Linked DNA regions of Mus musculus: regions 1, 2, 3 and 4 are each linked to region 5. A link is a contact called in public HiChIP or PLAC-seq and Micro-C data. All regions are on one chromosome and are shown on one strand. The core of a region is the stretch at or near the end of the contact, and the rest is flanking DNA. Distances in the headings are between cores, read along the strand shown. Region 1 overlaps Dock5 (dedicator of cytokinesis 5). Region 2 overlaps Gm31107 (a long non-coding RNA gene). Region 3 holds the start of Nefm (neurofilament, medium polypeptide). Region 4 holds the start of Nefl (neurofilament, light polypeptide). Region 5 holds the start of Dock5 (dedicator of cytokinesis 5).

What was found. A called contact is a pair of places that touch in the nucleus more often than the background predicts. HiChIP or PLAC-seq counts read pairs in DNA pulled down with a chosen protein or histone mark.
Region 1: an H3K27ac HiChIP or PLAC-seq map of embryonic stem cells shows a contact between it and region 5, with 15 read pairs. The contact joins the enhancer-like site here to the promoter of Dock5 in region 5. A contact is called at or near these places in 10 of 39 promoter capture datasets (the HPC-7 cell line, cancer-associated fibroblasts, embryonic stem cells and 3 more), 2 of 15 datasets of contacts at CTCF or cohesin (the NIH/3T3 cell line and embryonic stem cells), 11 of 484 Hi-C or Micro-C datasets (bone marrow-derived macrophages, embryonic stem cells, granulocyte-monocyte progenitors and 4 more), 23 of 115 datasets of contacts at active chromatin or transcription factors (acute myeloid leukemia, bone marrow-derived macrophages, a colorectal cancer cell line and 10 more) and 3 of 9 other capture datasets (adipose tissue, liver and pancreatic islet).
Region 2: an H3K27ac HiChIP or PLAC-seq map of embryonic stem cells shows a contact between it and region 5, with 5 read pairs. The contact joins the enhancer-like site here to the promoter of Dock5 in region 5. A contact is called at or near these places in 1 of 15 datasets of contacts at CTCF or cohesin (CD8 T cells), 6 of 484 Hi-C or Micro-C datasets (LSK cells, Th17 cells, embryonic stem cells and 2 more), 5 of 115 datasets of contacts at active chromatin or transcription factors (CD8 T cells, embryonic stem cells, memory CD8 T cells and 1 more) and 1 of 9 other capture datasets (embryonic stem cells).
Region 3: a Micro-C map of embryonic stem cells shows a contact between it and region 5, with 2.8 times the contacts expected there. The contact joins the promoter of Nefm here to the promoter of Dock5 in region 5. A contact is called at or near these places in 2 of 484 Hi-C or Micro-C datasets (embryonic stem cells and nephron progenitors) and 2 of 115 datasets of contacts at active chromatin or transcription factors (both in embryonic stem cells).
Region 4: a contact with region 5 is called in an H3K4me3 HiChIP or PLAC-seq map of embryonic stem cells, with 18 read pairs. The contact joins the promoter of Nefl here to the promoter of Dock5 in region 5. A contact is called at or near these places in 1 of 39 promoter capture datasets (embryonic stem cells), 2 of 484 Hi-C or Micro-C datasets (both in embryonic stem cells) and 3 of 115 datasets of contacts at active chromatin or transcription factors (embryonic stem cells and pancreatic cancer cells).

Annotation. Positions count from the first base shown.
Region 1 is chr14:67,759,115-67,761,814 of GRCm38.p6, forward strand. It overlaps Dock5 (dedicator of cytokinesis 5), which reads right to left. Exons shown (of 52, transcript NM_177780.3): 49 at 1-85. Among named protein-coding and RNA genes, the nearest start is that of Gm52126, 9.6 kb to the left of the region's middle. Within about 2 kb of position 1,302, at least 54 of the 459 cell types and tissues checked have an H3K27ac peak or open chromatin away from gene starts, as enhancers often do. A contact at or near this core is called in the HPC-7 cell line, acute myeloid leukemia, bone marrow-derived macrophages and 3 more, where this site is marked.
Region 2 is chr14:68,065,284-68,067,983 of GRCm38.p6, forward strand. The region is part of intron 1 of Gm31107 (a long non-coding RNA gene); the gene reads right to left. Among named protein-coding and RNA genes, the nearest start is that of Gm31107, 14 kb to the right of the region's middle. Within about 2 kb of position 1,383, at least 7 of the 459 cell types and tissues checked have an H3K27ac peak or open chromatin away from gene starts, as enhancers often do. A contact at or near this core is called in embryonic stem cells, where this site is marked.
Region 3 is chr14:68,123,753-68,126,452 of GRCm38.p6, forward strand. Nefm (neurofilament, medium polypeptide) reads right to left here and starts at 1,252. Exons shown (of 3, transcript NM_008691.2): 1 at 1-1,252. The coding sequence starts at 1,061. A230070E04Rik (RIKEN cDNA A230070E04 gene) reads left to right here. Exons shown (of 3, transcript NR_045897.1): 1 at 1-1,076; 2 at 1,766-1,944.
Region 4 is chr14:68,082,493-68,085,192 of GRCm38.p6, forward strand. It overlaps Nefl (neurofilament, light polypeptide), which reads left to right and starts at 1,371. Exons shown (of 4, transcript NM_010910.2): 1 at 1,371-2,517. The coding sequence starts at 1,471.
Region 5 is chr14:67,932,174-67,934,873 of GRCm38.p6, forward strand. It overlaps Dock5 (dedicator of cytokinesis 5), which reads right to left and starts at 1,399. Exons shown (of 52, transcript NM_177780.3): 1 at 1,119-1,399. The coding sequence starts at 1,161.

The DNA.
Region 1 (2,700 bases), core at 52-2,551, 170 kb before region 5:
GTTCTCACTGTCTTCTTTGGGTGGCAGATCTTCAACTCTGGCACCCGATGAAGCTCTGCGTTCAAACAGGGGTTCCAGGATGGACCTGTCAGCCGGGAAGGAGGACAAAAGTCACAAAACATTAATCCCAGAATGATAAGCCTTCACTCCAAAGCACCAGCAAGACCCTCAACTCCATCTTCACCCAACTTCTCAGGTTCCCAGAGTCTTAACAACCAAACAAACAACTCAGGGTAAAATGTCCAGAAATGAGACTATCATCTGAAAGAGAGAAAATATTAGTGAATATTTACCCTCTCCCGTGTGTTATATATTTGTTCTCCTGTGGATGTGTGCATGTGTGTACATGCCACATGCAGGCATGAAAGCATGCATGTGAAGGTCAGAGGTCAACATGGAGTGTCTTCCTCTTTCCACCTTATTTGTCAAGACCGAGATCCTTATGGAATCAAGAGCTCACTGATTGGCTGGCCTGGCTGGCCAATGAGCTATCAGAATCTGCATATCACCATTCAACTCTAGCACTGGGGTTCTATATGTGTGCTGTCCCATCTGGCCTTGATGTGGGTGCTATGAATCCAAATCCAGGTCCTCACGTCTGTGTAGTAGGTGCTTTACTGAGGAAACCATCTCCTCAGGTCCCACCAGTATTTATTCTTCCCAGGGACGAGATAAGGACAGAACCCATAGAGTAAAAGAGTGGGCAATCTGGGCACAATGTCTTAGATTTGTTATCTGCAAAATGTTTGAAAAATGTCCACTAGGTATAACAGTAGATTTCCAAGTCCCATAATGAAAACTAATCCATCAGGAATCATGATCAAACACTACACGTAGAGGAGAGAGTTGGATATGTAACAAGCATATTATAGGTAAGGACAGACATTTTTGGCAGTCAAAATAGAAAGAGTAGCCTCATTTTTAAAAAACTTAAGATATAAATGGATAATTAATGAAAAAAAGAAAATCCAAAAAGTATAAAATTTGGTTTCACTTATTATTACATAAATGAAAATAACTGCAGCTGAGGATGATGTCTTATGTCTTATATCCCAGGAACTTAGTAAGCTGAGGCAGGAGGATCACTCAAGTCCAAGGGTTTGGAACTGGATTGGGCAAAGTTTTTGTTGAGTTTCAATGCAAAAAAAAAAATGGATAATATAATAAGCGCATGTTCAGGTCCCACATCATCAAAAATGACCGTCTTAGAGCAGGTCTTGTTTAGTCTACATACCCAGTTACAGCCCTCACCCTTCCCTACATGACTTGGGAGGGGCTGCCTGGTGCCATACCTACCATAGTTCCAGAGGGCATTTCTACAAGACGCGGTCATAACCACAACCCCATCATGCCCTAATCTCATGCAACAATCTTCAAATTAACTTCCCAATTTTCTTACAATTTTTTAAATGGGTGGCTTGACTGAATTAGGATGCAATTAAGAGTTACTCCCTGTATTAGATAGTACACTGAGTAGATCACTTTAAGATTTTAAAAAACGCTAGATCTCTCTTTCAGCCAGTCCAGAATTAAGTATTGTCACTGGCTTAGAGGACTGCAGGCAGGACAAACTCTAGGGAGGTCTGCTTGAGGTCACACTGAGTTCCTTAAGACTCCAAGTTCCTCTTTGGAGGTCTCTGCTTTGTTGTTGCTGTTAGTCAGCGTATCATTCTATCAGTTGTGGTGGTTTGCATAAAAATGGCTTATTCATCAAGGAGTGGCACTGGGAGTGGGCTTGAAGGCTTTAAAAGCCCACACCCAGCCCAGTCTGCCTCTGGTCTCCCTCTTTCTTCCTGTGGATCAGGATGGAATTCTCAGCTACTGTTCCCACAGTGAGTGCCACCAAGCTCCTCCCACAACCCTGCCACAATGGACTAACCCTCTGAAACTGTAAACAGGCCCTCAATTAAAGGCTTTCTACTGTAAGATTTGCCTTGGCCAAGGTATCTTTTCACAGCAATAGAATAGGGAATAAGACAATAGCTGAAGGTAGTCCTGAAATTTGAGACATCCTCCTGTCTCAGCTTTTTGAGTGTTGGGATTGTAGGCATTAGCCATAACAATTGTATGAAAGTTCTTTATCTCATTTCAAGGTAACTTCCCTTCTAAAAGGTTCTACCTAAGCATCTATCTATCAACTCTCTATCATTTTATCATATATCAGCAATATCTGTCAGTTTGTCTGTCTGCCCGATTGCCTACTTGCTTGCCTGTCTGCCTACCTGTCTGTCTGTCTGTCTGTCTGTCTGTCTGCCTGCCTGCCTGCCTGCCTGCCTGCCTGCCTGCCTACCTACCTACCTACCTACCTACCTACCTACCTACCTACCTACCTACCTACCTAATACTGCATATGACTAAATATTTTCTTGGGGTATTTTTCAGTTGATAAAGTTTCCATCTGAATTACATACTTATCTTGCATCTCCTACTCACTCATTAATTCATTTGCTAAACAAACTTCTTTACTTCGACTTTGTAATTTAATAACATACTTTAATCTTTCCGTCCCCGAAGAGCAGACCCTTAAATGTTTTCCCTTGTTTTAAAGAGCCACGTTAGGGGACAGCCATATGAATAAACACAGAGAAGAGCATGCATTGAGGCGCTTGACTTCCTAGAAAGAGCTACCCTGGGGAATCGTCACATCTGTTCTGAGGTGGTCCTGGTGGTTAGGAGTCAGGGATTAAGATGAGATTTGGG
Region 2 (2,700 bases), core at 133-2,632, 130 kb after region 5:
TGGTATAATCTATACTTCTTGGATAATGACGAGTCTGTCTGTGTTCTGTGGAACCTGGATAAATAAAGAAGCAACCTGACTGCTAGTCAGTCAGAGCTGCAAGATTCCCCTGACCACTACGCCTGACTCACCTCCCTCTCTGACTCTCTGACCCTGTCAACTGCTCGGGCAAGTCCCCAGCACCTGAATAATTCATAGGAGAATTTTTACCAAATTGGGAAGTAGGCACTTGGTGGATGCCGGCTGTTAGGACCTTAGATGCCTCCCCTGCTCCTCTCATGCCCACCCTCAATCTGGGTAACAATTCCACTGTCAAGGCTACCACTGCACCTGCCACCTGAAAGGCTGGCATCCTTTTACAGTTTCCTTTATTTTGATTGTAAACCCTTCAAGGGCAAGAGCGTCTTCACGTTAAATGCCTGGTGCAGGACCTGGCACACAGTAGGCTTTCAATAAATAAATGAAAGGAGAAAGCAGGTTATGAAGTGCCTCCATTCCTCTGCTCGTTGCCTGCGACAGACCACAGTCTCAGTGAAATCCTGTGAGAAAGACATGACAGAAACATATAACTCAGGATAGAATCAGGCATGTGCTCTTCAGCGCTTATCAACAGAATTTGGCTGTTGTGGCCGATGTGTTGATCTGCAAGACCCTTCTGATAGAAAGGCCGAGGAGAATGGGTTTAAAGGACCCTGCTGTGCCTTGGGCAGAAAAGTACTAAATATCCCAAACATCTCTTTCCTGGCTCTTACAATGGAGTAGGTCAACGTACTTGTTAGGACAGCCTAGTGCCAAGTTCATTGTGTCTGCTCACCCTATGGCAGCCCTTATTCCAGAGACGAAACTGTAGCCTTCAGTCCATCACAACAGCTGCAGAGTGCATCATGATCTTTGTGGAACACTGTCCCCTGAACAGGGCATGGCTTTTCTTTTGTTTGTTTGGCTTGCTTTGGTTTGTTTTTTTCACATTGCCTGCAGCTGTGACTACCTCCAGGAGAACTGCACAAGACCAGGTCCACTATTGTTCCGTAAGGGTGGAATCTCATGAGGCCGCATTTCTCTGAGGATTTATAGGCAATTCTGGGAGTGAGGAAGACATTTTCGTCAGTGGTATGGCCGCTCAAAAGCTGCCTGCTCTACAGTAAATAATCCTAATTAAACTCCTTTGATTTACCAAGCTAGACTTGGGTGGGATCGTTTTGTTTCTTTGGTTTGTTGTTGTTGCCCTACAGACAAGCCCGTGAGTGAGTGTGAGACTTGATCTGTGTCGTAGACACTTTGCTGTGAAGTGAGGGGGAACAGGCTTTCTCATGGTCTCCCCCTTCCCATCTCTCATCTGAATTCATTCCAAGCATGGGTGGGGCCACCCGCACCACAAGTTCACCTCCTCCCAACAGTTCAAGTCAGACCAGTCACAGGCAGTTTCCTCTCGGCATCTCCAGTTCAGCCCTCCCTTTGTCCTCAAATGGTTCTACAGATTAAATACGGAACTGAACCATTCGAGCAGATCCAAGAATAAAAACAAGCCACGGTGATGTGATGTGATATTATGGAGATGTCCCTCAGGTCCTAAGAGACGAGAACTTTTTCTGGATCTGCAGCCAGGGTTAGTAAGCAACCATGTAGTCGCTGGGAATTGAACTCAGGACCCCTGTGTCATCTCTCCAGCCCTGCAGCCAGGGTTAGTGATACACCTTATGGCCACTTAAGACTTAGAACTGATCTCCCACTGAGCCCACCTGTTTAATCTGTCTTTAAGAGAACAATGTAACAATCAACCTTACTTGTCTTGGAGTTCCTATGAATCAACATTTACAACCCAAGCTAATGTGTAGCTGCAATCTTAAATTATGTGCTAGTCCACACTTTTGCCCCAGAGTAATGCATGTGTTCTGATAGTCATTTGCAGACTCAGTAAGTGACTGAAAGCAGTCTCTTATAAATTAGTATCCACTATAGATATTGAACAAAACATATGGCTATTGCTGGATAAACAATGGCTTTTGTAGTACTGTGCTCTTGGTGTCTAAGTCCCTATTCACAGTGTAAGAAAGGAGGTTTAGAAGGTGGCGTACAGGTGGCTAGGAAGGAGAAAAATCTCCAAGGCAAAAGGACTCATTAGTGTCACAGGCTTAACTGCCCTCTGCCTTTCCCTTCAAACATTTCATGTATTGAAATAAAACCAAGCCTGAGATGTAAATAGTAAAGAGTACATCTCACAAGGGCTCCCAGTGGATTTTGTAAATTATGGAGAAAGTATATTTTGTTTTGTTTATTTGTTTGTTTGTTTTTGCTAAGGCAGTATGCCCCCAAAATTGACACATAAATTAACTAACTCCCCAATGAGAAGATTATTTTTACATCAAAATTAATTAGAAGCATCGTGAAGTCTGATCCATATTAGCAGTACCAGAAAAAGACAGAACTTTGACCTGTATCTTTTACATTGTTATAAAATCCTCCTAAAATCCGATATAGTAACAGCCAAGCTGGTGAGCCTTCCGAGAGAAGCTAGGTGGCTCTCTCCCTTACTGTGTAAACAGAACACCTAGGCTTCTACAAATGACAGCTTTGTTTTGCTGGGTGCTCTTCCAGGAACTCTGCTTTTTGAGAGAGAGTAGGTGTTTCTGGAAGTCTTCAACACAGTCTTTACAATCTAGGGGCCGAACTCATACTGCACTGTACAGCTTTCACCACTAG
Region 3 (2,700 bases), core at 2-2,501, 190 kb after region 5:
AGGTCGTGGTTGTGGCGCTCCTCGATGTCGCTGAGCTGCCGCTCCAGGGACTCCTTAGTGCCTCGCACCGACTCGAGCTCGATGCTCTTGGACTGCAGCTGGCGCCGGTACTCGGCGATCTCTTCCTTGGCAGAGCGAATGGCCTCCTTGTTCTGCTCGGCCGCCTCGGTGAGCTTGGCGTAGCGGCATTTGAACCACTCTTCGGCCTGGTGCATGTTCTGGTCTGAGTGACACTCGAGCTGGGAGCGGATCTCCTTCAGCGCCGTGGAGATGTCTGTCTTCAGGTAATCTTTGCGCTCTACCGTGATGTGCGACGCCTGGATCTGAGCCAGCAGGTCGGCCACCTCCTCTTCGTGATTGCTCCGCAGGAAAGCCACCTCATCCTGCAGCGACTGCACCTTCTTGTCCAGCTCCACCTTAACCATCGACGACTCTTCGATGTCTTTGCGCAGCGCGCGAATGGCAGCCTCGGTGTCGTCCCGCAGCCGCGCCTCCTCCTCGAAGCGCTCCTTGAGCCGGTGGATGTCTTCCTCCAAGTGATCGGAGTCCAGCTGCACTTGAGCCTTCTCGTGGTTCACCATCTCGAGGGTGGCGCGCAGCTCTCGGATCTCCTGGTCGTAAGCATCACCCAGCTGGGCGTGCGAGGCCTGCTTCTGCCGCAGTGCCTGGATCTCTGCTTCGATCTCCTTGTTCTGTTGTTCCAAGTAGTGCACTTTCTCGATGTAGCCGGCGAAGCGGTCGTTCAGCCCCTGCAGCTGCTCTTTCTCGTTAGAGCGGGACAGTTTGTAGTCGCCGCCGGAGCCGCCGTTGAGCAGCGACGAGGACTGGCTGAAGTCGAGGCTGCTCTCGGCCGAGCTGAGCATAGCCGAGCTGTAGGCGAGACGCGGGGCGAGCGCGCTGCGCTTGTAGGAGGAGGACACGGTGCTGGGCGAGCCGCGGGACCAGGACTGCGAGCGGAAGCCGCTGGACGGGGAACCGCTCACGCGGCTGAAGCTGGAGCGGGTCTCGGTGACCCGCCGGTAGGCGGACGGGTTGCCCAGCGAGTCCAGCGTGTAGCTCATCTTGGAGGCCTTGGGGTGTGTGGCTGTCACAGCGTTCTGCCGGCCTCGCCGCAGCCCCTTTATAGCGGAGCAGCTGGTCCCGGGCCAGGGCCCCGCCCCGTGGAGGCGGCGGCCGAGGAGGCGGGGACTGCGGGTACCGGGCCGGGGGTGGGGGGAAGGGGGAGACAAGCCTTGCGGTGATTCAGCGGCCGCTCCACGTGGGCCCGCACCACACTGGACCCCACACTTGGGTGTCGCCGGGCCGGCCTTTTCCTAGCGTCCCCTTGAGTTCCAGACCTCTTGTCACCCGGTAGCTTGCCCTTCTCTGCTTTTTCACCAGCAGTTTGCAGTTCACAGCTTTGGCGCAAGTGCCCTTTCCCAGCGCCCTTTCTTTGTCTCGCCACTCTCGGCCCTCTGAGCAGCTCTTCTCTGGCTTCCTGACTTTCGTCTGGCCCCCTACCTCTTAGTCTCTTTCTTCCTTACTTTTGGCCGTAGGGTCCGCTGTTCTTTATCACACACACCCCTCCCACCTCTCCACGAGGCCCTTCTCCCTCTACTTTTTTTTTTTTTTCTTCATCCGGCATTTCCCTTGAAGCCCTTTCCCCTGGGACTTTTTTTCTTTGCAGCCTCGACTTTCACCCCTTAACCCCCAACTCTCTTTTTGTTCCCCCATCCATCCTTGTCTTTCTTGTCTCCCCCCCCCCCCACTCCTCGTCTTAAAGCAGCAAGAGATGAGCTGAGAGTTATGCAGAAGAAAAAAAAGAGAGAGTTTTTGAGGAATGGCCCGCCGGAAACCTCCGGAAAGGGGACAAAGAAGACAGGCCGGGGTAGTCATTTGTGTTAAAAGTGGAAAGTGGCACTCCAGTCTGCTTAACTGTTGGGGGACGACTGCAGCTTCCAGCAGGTAAGGCGCTGTGACGCCCAAGGATCCGGCAGCACCAAGGACAGCGCCCAGGCGTGCCCATGGGATTCTGCTGGGTTCGCAGCCTACCAGAGTCCAGAGGAGGGTCACTTCTGGCTCATCTCCTCCAGTGAATACTATTAAACCTGTTTGTAGGGGCTGTTTGTTTGTAGGGAACAAGCTGGAAATCCCACACTAAGACAGTGCAGAGTTGGCACAATGAACAGACTGCAGATTTTGAAATCAACTAAAAGCCATTCAACTCAGTTAAGGAAAATAGAGACTTGAAACCCAGTTTGACTTTACCAATAAGTGAGGGATGTTAGGGAAGGAGGAGACACAAGGCCTGAAATTTGAAGGTCAACTACTCACCGGGAAGGGGAAATCCGAGATGAAAAAAAAAAAAAAACCCAGGGAGATAGTGTGTATGTTAAGTTTGAAAACTGCATAGTCATCTTTCTGTCTGGGTACTACTTACGTGTACTGTTACAACCGACAGGGCAACTGAATTAGTTTTAAATTAATTGAAAGGTAACTGGACAGCCTCATCTCAGTCTTGAATAAGCCAGGTGGTCCCTCTGCCCCCATTTAAAAACGCAACCTATTTCCTTATGTTGATTTTGATGACCGATTTGGACCCACCATCCCTTAAGCATGCTTATTTAAACAAACATTCTACAGGGGTTTCCTTTGACTGTATATTTGAACTGAAAATGTCCTTCTATTTTGGATTACAGTTTGGGAAGATTCAGAGTGAAA
Region 4 (2,700 bases), core at 121-2,620, 150 kb after region 5:
CTACTTTTTACTTGAAAACGGTAACCTCCCACTGTGCCATTTAAAGGAATCAGCAAGCCAGCGATACATTGAACAAATTAAACAAAACGCCAAATGCTTGCTTAAAGGTTTTAGTTATTTCTTACAAATCTGCAGTATCTCTTCGGAACTGCAGGCGCTCACAACGCGAGTATGAAAATGTTGCACCCACGTGCGTTTGGCGTGCCCACTCTGGTATCTGGGTGCTCCCTGAAGGAAGCCCATAGGTTCCTAAGTGTATCTATTATCTGTGAATTTCAGCAGGCTCCATGCAGCGTTCTCTTCCTGAAGACCACACCCAGAGCGGGTAGCCCTTTGCAGCAGTCTCTCTCTCTCTCTCTCTCTCTCTCTCTCTCTCTCTCTCTCTCTCCCCATCTACCTTCATGGCTTGTTGAAACCATCAGGTTGGGGTACCACACAGGTGTTAAAAAGAGGAGAAGAGGCTTTTGAGGCGTTGGAAGTATGAATAGCTCAGTGAGGATAAAGGCACCCTGAAGTTCTCCCGCGGCCGAGCGCGCCCGTCTTTTGCCTTGCAAATCTTTACCTGGCTGGTTCCAACCCCTCCTAAGCATTCCCGACTACATTTCTCACAAAGAAAGGGGAAATTCTATGAAAGGTGTCAGACAAATTAACTGCTGTAAAGGTTTTAAAATGCCAAAATGAACACCCGCTGTCCTGCGGTTCCAATGGTGTGTAGTGGTGCAATTTCCCTATGTATTGAGAAGAAGAGTAATACGGAAAGAAATAGAAATAAAAATAAAAGGAGGCAGGAGAAAGTGGGGCGAATTTAAGAAAACGTCAGAAAATAGCTACAAAGACATGCAAAACTTTTCCTGCAGTAATGCCGCAAGAACATTAGCTATTGTCAGCAACCCAAACGTGCTGCTTAAACACGAATCAGGGTGCTTGAGAGGGTCCCTGAGGCAAAAAGGGAAAGCTGGGAGTGGGGTGGGGTGGGGTGGGGTGGGGTGAAGGTGTCTTTGTGACATTGGATGTTAAAAGTTGATGTGTCAGTAGGGATCGCGAACCTTTTTATTTGGAACATTTAAGAGTCCTAGTGATGTGGGCTTTAGGTATTAAGAGGCAGGATGGGACGGGGGAATAGGAAAGGAAAAGAATAAGCAGGGAAGTTATGGGGGTCTCAGAGAAAGTAGGGGTCCTCATAGAAAAGCGGCCAGGCTGGAGCCGCAGCTCGCTAGCCTTCTGTCGTTCGCCCCCGCCTTTGCTTTTGCGCAGAATCCTCCCCTTGGCTGCAGCAACGCGCTGCCCCCACTGGCCTGCGCACGGCGATCGATCACAGTCTGCGTCAGAGTCCCGGCGTATAAATAGAGGTGGCAGGACCGCGCCGAGCCGCACACAGCCATCCATCCTCCCCTTTCCCTCTTCTCCCCCGTTCTTCTCTCTAGGTCCCCCATCTCCGCCCCGGGCCTGAGGGGCGCACCGGCCGCCACCATGAGTTCGTTCGGCTACGATCCGTACTTTTCGACCTCCTACAAGCGGCGCTATGTGGAGACGCCCCGGGTGCACATCTCCAGCGTGCGCAGCGGCTACAGCACGGCGCGCTCCGCGTACTCCAGCTACTCCGCGCCGGTCTCCTCCTCGCTGTCCGTGCGCCGCAGCTACTCGTCCAGCTCTGGCTCTTTGATGCCCAGCCTGGAGAATCTCGATCTGAGCCAGGTAGCCGCCATCAGCAACGACCTCAAGTCTATCCGCACACAAGAGAAGGCACAGCTGCAGGACCTCAACGATCGCTTCGCCAGCTTCATCGAGCGCGTGCACGAGCTGGAGCAGCAGAACAAGGTCCTGGAAGCCGAGCTGTTGGTGCTGCGCCAGAAACACTCTGAGCCTTCCCGCTTCCGCGCCCTGTACGAGCAGGAGATCCGCGATCTGCGGCTGGCAGCGGAAGACGCCACTAACGAGAAGCAGGCGCTGCAGGGCGAGCGCGAGGGGCTGGAGGAGACTCTGCGCAACCTGCAGGCTCGCTATGAGGAAGAAGTGCTGAGCCGCGAGGACGCCGAGGGCCGGCTGATGGAAGCGCGCAAAGGTGCGGATGAGGCCGCGCTCGCCCGCGCCGAGCTGGAGAAGCGCATCGACAGCCTGATGGACGAGATAGCTTTCCTGAAGAAGGTGCACGAGGAAGAGATCGCCGAGCTGCAGGCTCAGATCCAGTATGCTCAGATCTCCGTGGAGATGGACGTGTCCTCCAAGCCCGACCTCTCCGCCGCTCTCAAGGACATCCGCGCTCAGTACGAGAAGCTGGCCGCCAAGAACATGCAGAACGCCGAAGAGTGGTTCAAGAGCCGCTTCACCGTGCTAACCGAGAGCGCCGCCAAGAACACCGACGCTGTGCGCGCTGCCAAGGACGAGGTGTCGGAAAGCCGCCGCCTGCTCAAGGCTAAGACCCTGGAGATCGAAGCCTGCCGGGGTATGAACGAAGCTCTGGAGAAGCAGCTGCAGGAGCTAGAGGACAAGCAGAATGCAGACATTAGCGCCATGCAGGTATAGTACGGTTTAAGCTCAGTGGGGGTGGGGAGGTCCACGGTAGGGGCGGCGGCGGGGGGGGGGGGAGTCAGGGTGTACCCAGAGAGTGAACGCTAGGGGGTTCTAGAGCACAGAGCAGCTATCAGAGGGCTTGGCTTCCGAGAGGTTGTGGAAAGGATGGGGCATTTGGAGGGGGCGGGG
Region 5 (2,700 bases), core at 149-2,648:
GGAGCAAAAATTCTAAAAGTAAAGACAAATTAAAAAAAAAAAGGTTGAGAATTATGCATATATATATGTGTGTGTGTGTGTGTGTATATATACATATTTGCAAATGTACATATGCAGGCTTTCAATCTGCATCACATTATAATATACTAAAGACTGAAGGCGGTGTCTGAGTCCCGGTTACATAGGCACATAGGACTTCATGTCTGTCACGGCAGACTGATAATTTCAGGCAGTGTTCCTGTGGGTCCAGGACTTGAAGGAAAAGAGGTGCGCTGACAGGAGTGAAGTAAGGGGTTGCATTTCAAACGCGCCAAGTGAGTGGACCTGAGAGAAAGTGATAAAATTCCCACACAACACACTTGTTTATTCCAGAGGCTCCATTTAAAGTCTAATTCTCCTGGCAATCGTCCGGCTAAAGGTGAGTGCTTCCTCCCTGACCTGGCTCAATGAAAAGTGAAAGTGGAAAGTTTTTCCACCTGGGTCCAACCCCTCAACGCCAAGGTTTCAGATCCAAACCTAGAGGCCAGAGTTCAGCAATGACGGAGCGCTAGGGTACTGCGAACACAAACGCCACCCGCTTGCGCGGAACCTACCCTCTTCCTGCCCCTGGGGGGAAGCTGTGTCACACCTCTCCAACCACGCCAGTAGGTCAGATGGGTGTCCTCACAAACAGCCCCAGGACCCCCTTGCCCTCCTTCCCACGCCTCACACTTCCTGCCTCTTCCATCACCTCTACTGGCAACTTCGGCTTCCCATTTTGTCTTTGACTGCGATCCGGACTGCAGTCCCAGGGAGGGAGGGAGAGAGGGAAAGGGACTCTGGAGCTTCCAAGTGGGATCTGGGGAAGGGCACTCGCAAAGCGCACCGTCCCACGTGCGGCCCTCGCTGGCCACCAACGGCAGTGGGGACCTGGCGCGTTCCCACAGTGTGCGCCACTAGAGTTGGGGTTCGGATAGGGGAGGATCAGAGTCCCCAAGCCTAAAAGCACTTTTACACCAGAGCGGGCTAGACTCCCGGGGTGCAGCAGCGGGACCGAGTGGCCGAGTGTGCGCGAGCTCCGCGGGGCCAAAGTGGACTCCCGGGCGCTCGGGCGAGGGTGGGGCGGGGCAAGCACTCACCAACCCCATACTTCTGCCTCTTGGTAGGGATCCAACGGGCCATGGCGACGACCTCGCCCCGCGGCGCTAGCGGCTACAGACACTCGTGCTCGGAGCGCTGCTGCGCCGGCCGGACTCCTCCGCCATGTTCCGGCAAAACTTGGACGACTTTGGCGCGCCGGCCGCGTCTACGCCGTCCCGCCTCGCTCGCGCCCGGGGCCCCGCACGCACGCCCGCTCGCCCGCGGTCACCTGCTGGGACCGGCGGCCGTGCAGCCCCGCGCGCCCTCCCCGGCGCCGCCCGGGCTCCTCCCGCTGGCCGCGCCCTCTGCGCCCCGGGGCCGCCCGCCTCCCCCGCCGGCTCCGCCTCGCCCGGCTGGAGCCGCAGCCCGGAGCCGCCCGCCCGGTCCTCCCAGCGTCGGCTCTGCGATTGCCCAGCGCTCCCGGGCTGCTGCGCCGCCGAGCGCGGAGGAGGAGCTGGTGAGAGTCACCGGTCGCCTCCGGACGCTCAGTAAATATTTGTTGAATGAATGAGCCGTGAGCTCCCGCCTTCGCCTCCGGGAGCGTCTGCTGCAGCCCCGAGAGAGCCGGAAGCCGAGCTTCAAGGTCCGCAGAGAACTGGTGCAAGGGACACGGGCGCTTCAGAAGTAGACGTATCCAATCTAGAAGACCCTCCGTTAGGACACTGTTGACAAAGCGCTAATCCGGAAACCCCAAACTCAGGGATTTATTTCTCCTCAGTTGCAGCAACACAAACTTTCACACTAAGGGAAGAAGTTCGCTCCAAAAGGTTCCCCTTTCCAACTGACCCCCTGCCCAGAAGGCATCCTTGTGGGGAGGACCCCAGAACATCTACCACCACCACCACCACCCCACCCCCCAACTCCCACCACTGTCCTTTTTCAGCCTGGGACTGAGGACTCCAAAAGGCAGTTGTGCGTTAAACTACACAGGGGTGCGCTTGGCGCCCTCTGCCGGCGGGGAGACGCGCTTCCATCTTGGAGAGACCTCCAGAATGAAAAAGCTACTTAGTAGTAAGGACACCTCACACTTAGAAGTAAAATTTCAGACTAACCAGCCAACCAGTTAGCTTCGCCATCTGAAAAATACCTCTTGCGGGAAATTGTGTTGTTCTTGGAGTCTGTGGAGGCTTTCTTGCCGGTTTGGAACCTGACAAGAACAGAACATGTAATTAAAACACACAGTAATAGACAGTAATGCTTGATTAGAGATGAGTGAACTCTGATGACTTTTTGCAAACCATGCCTGAATATATATATATATATATTAGTCTTGGTTTTCCTCCTGAGAAAGTAAGTTCTGAACTTAAAGTCCTGGTTGAAAGAAACAATAGGTACTTATGACCGTGCTTCAGCCATCTTTCTTAAAGTGGTTCAGTCGCATCTCTTTTTTTTTAATGCCAGTTTTTATTCTTGATAGTTGAGATCTTAAAGTTGAGTATGATTACATAATGTGTCATTTATCTCCTTTGTGATTTAAAGTTACATGTTCATTGTATACTTAATACTGAATATTTAGAAAAATAAAATCACCAAAAATTCTAAGCAATAGGGAAGCAATCAACCAAACTACAAACTGAGCTA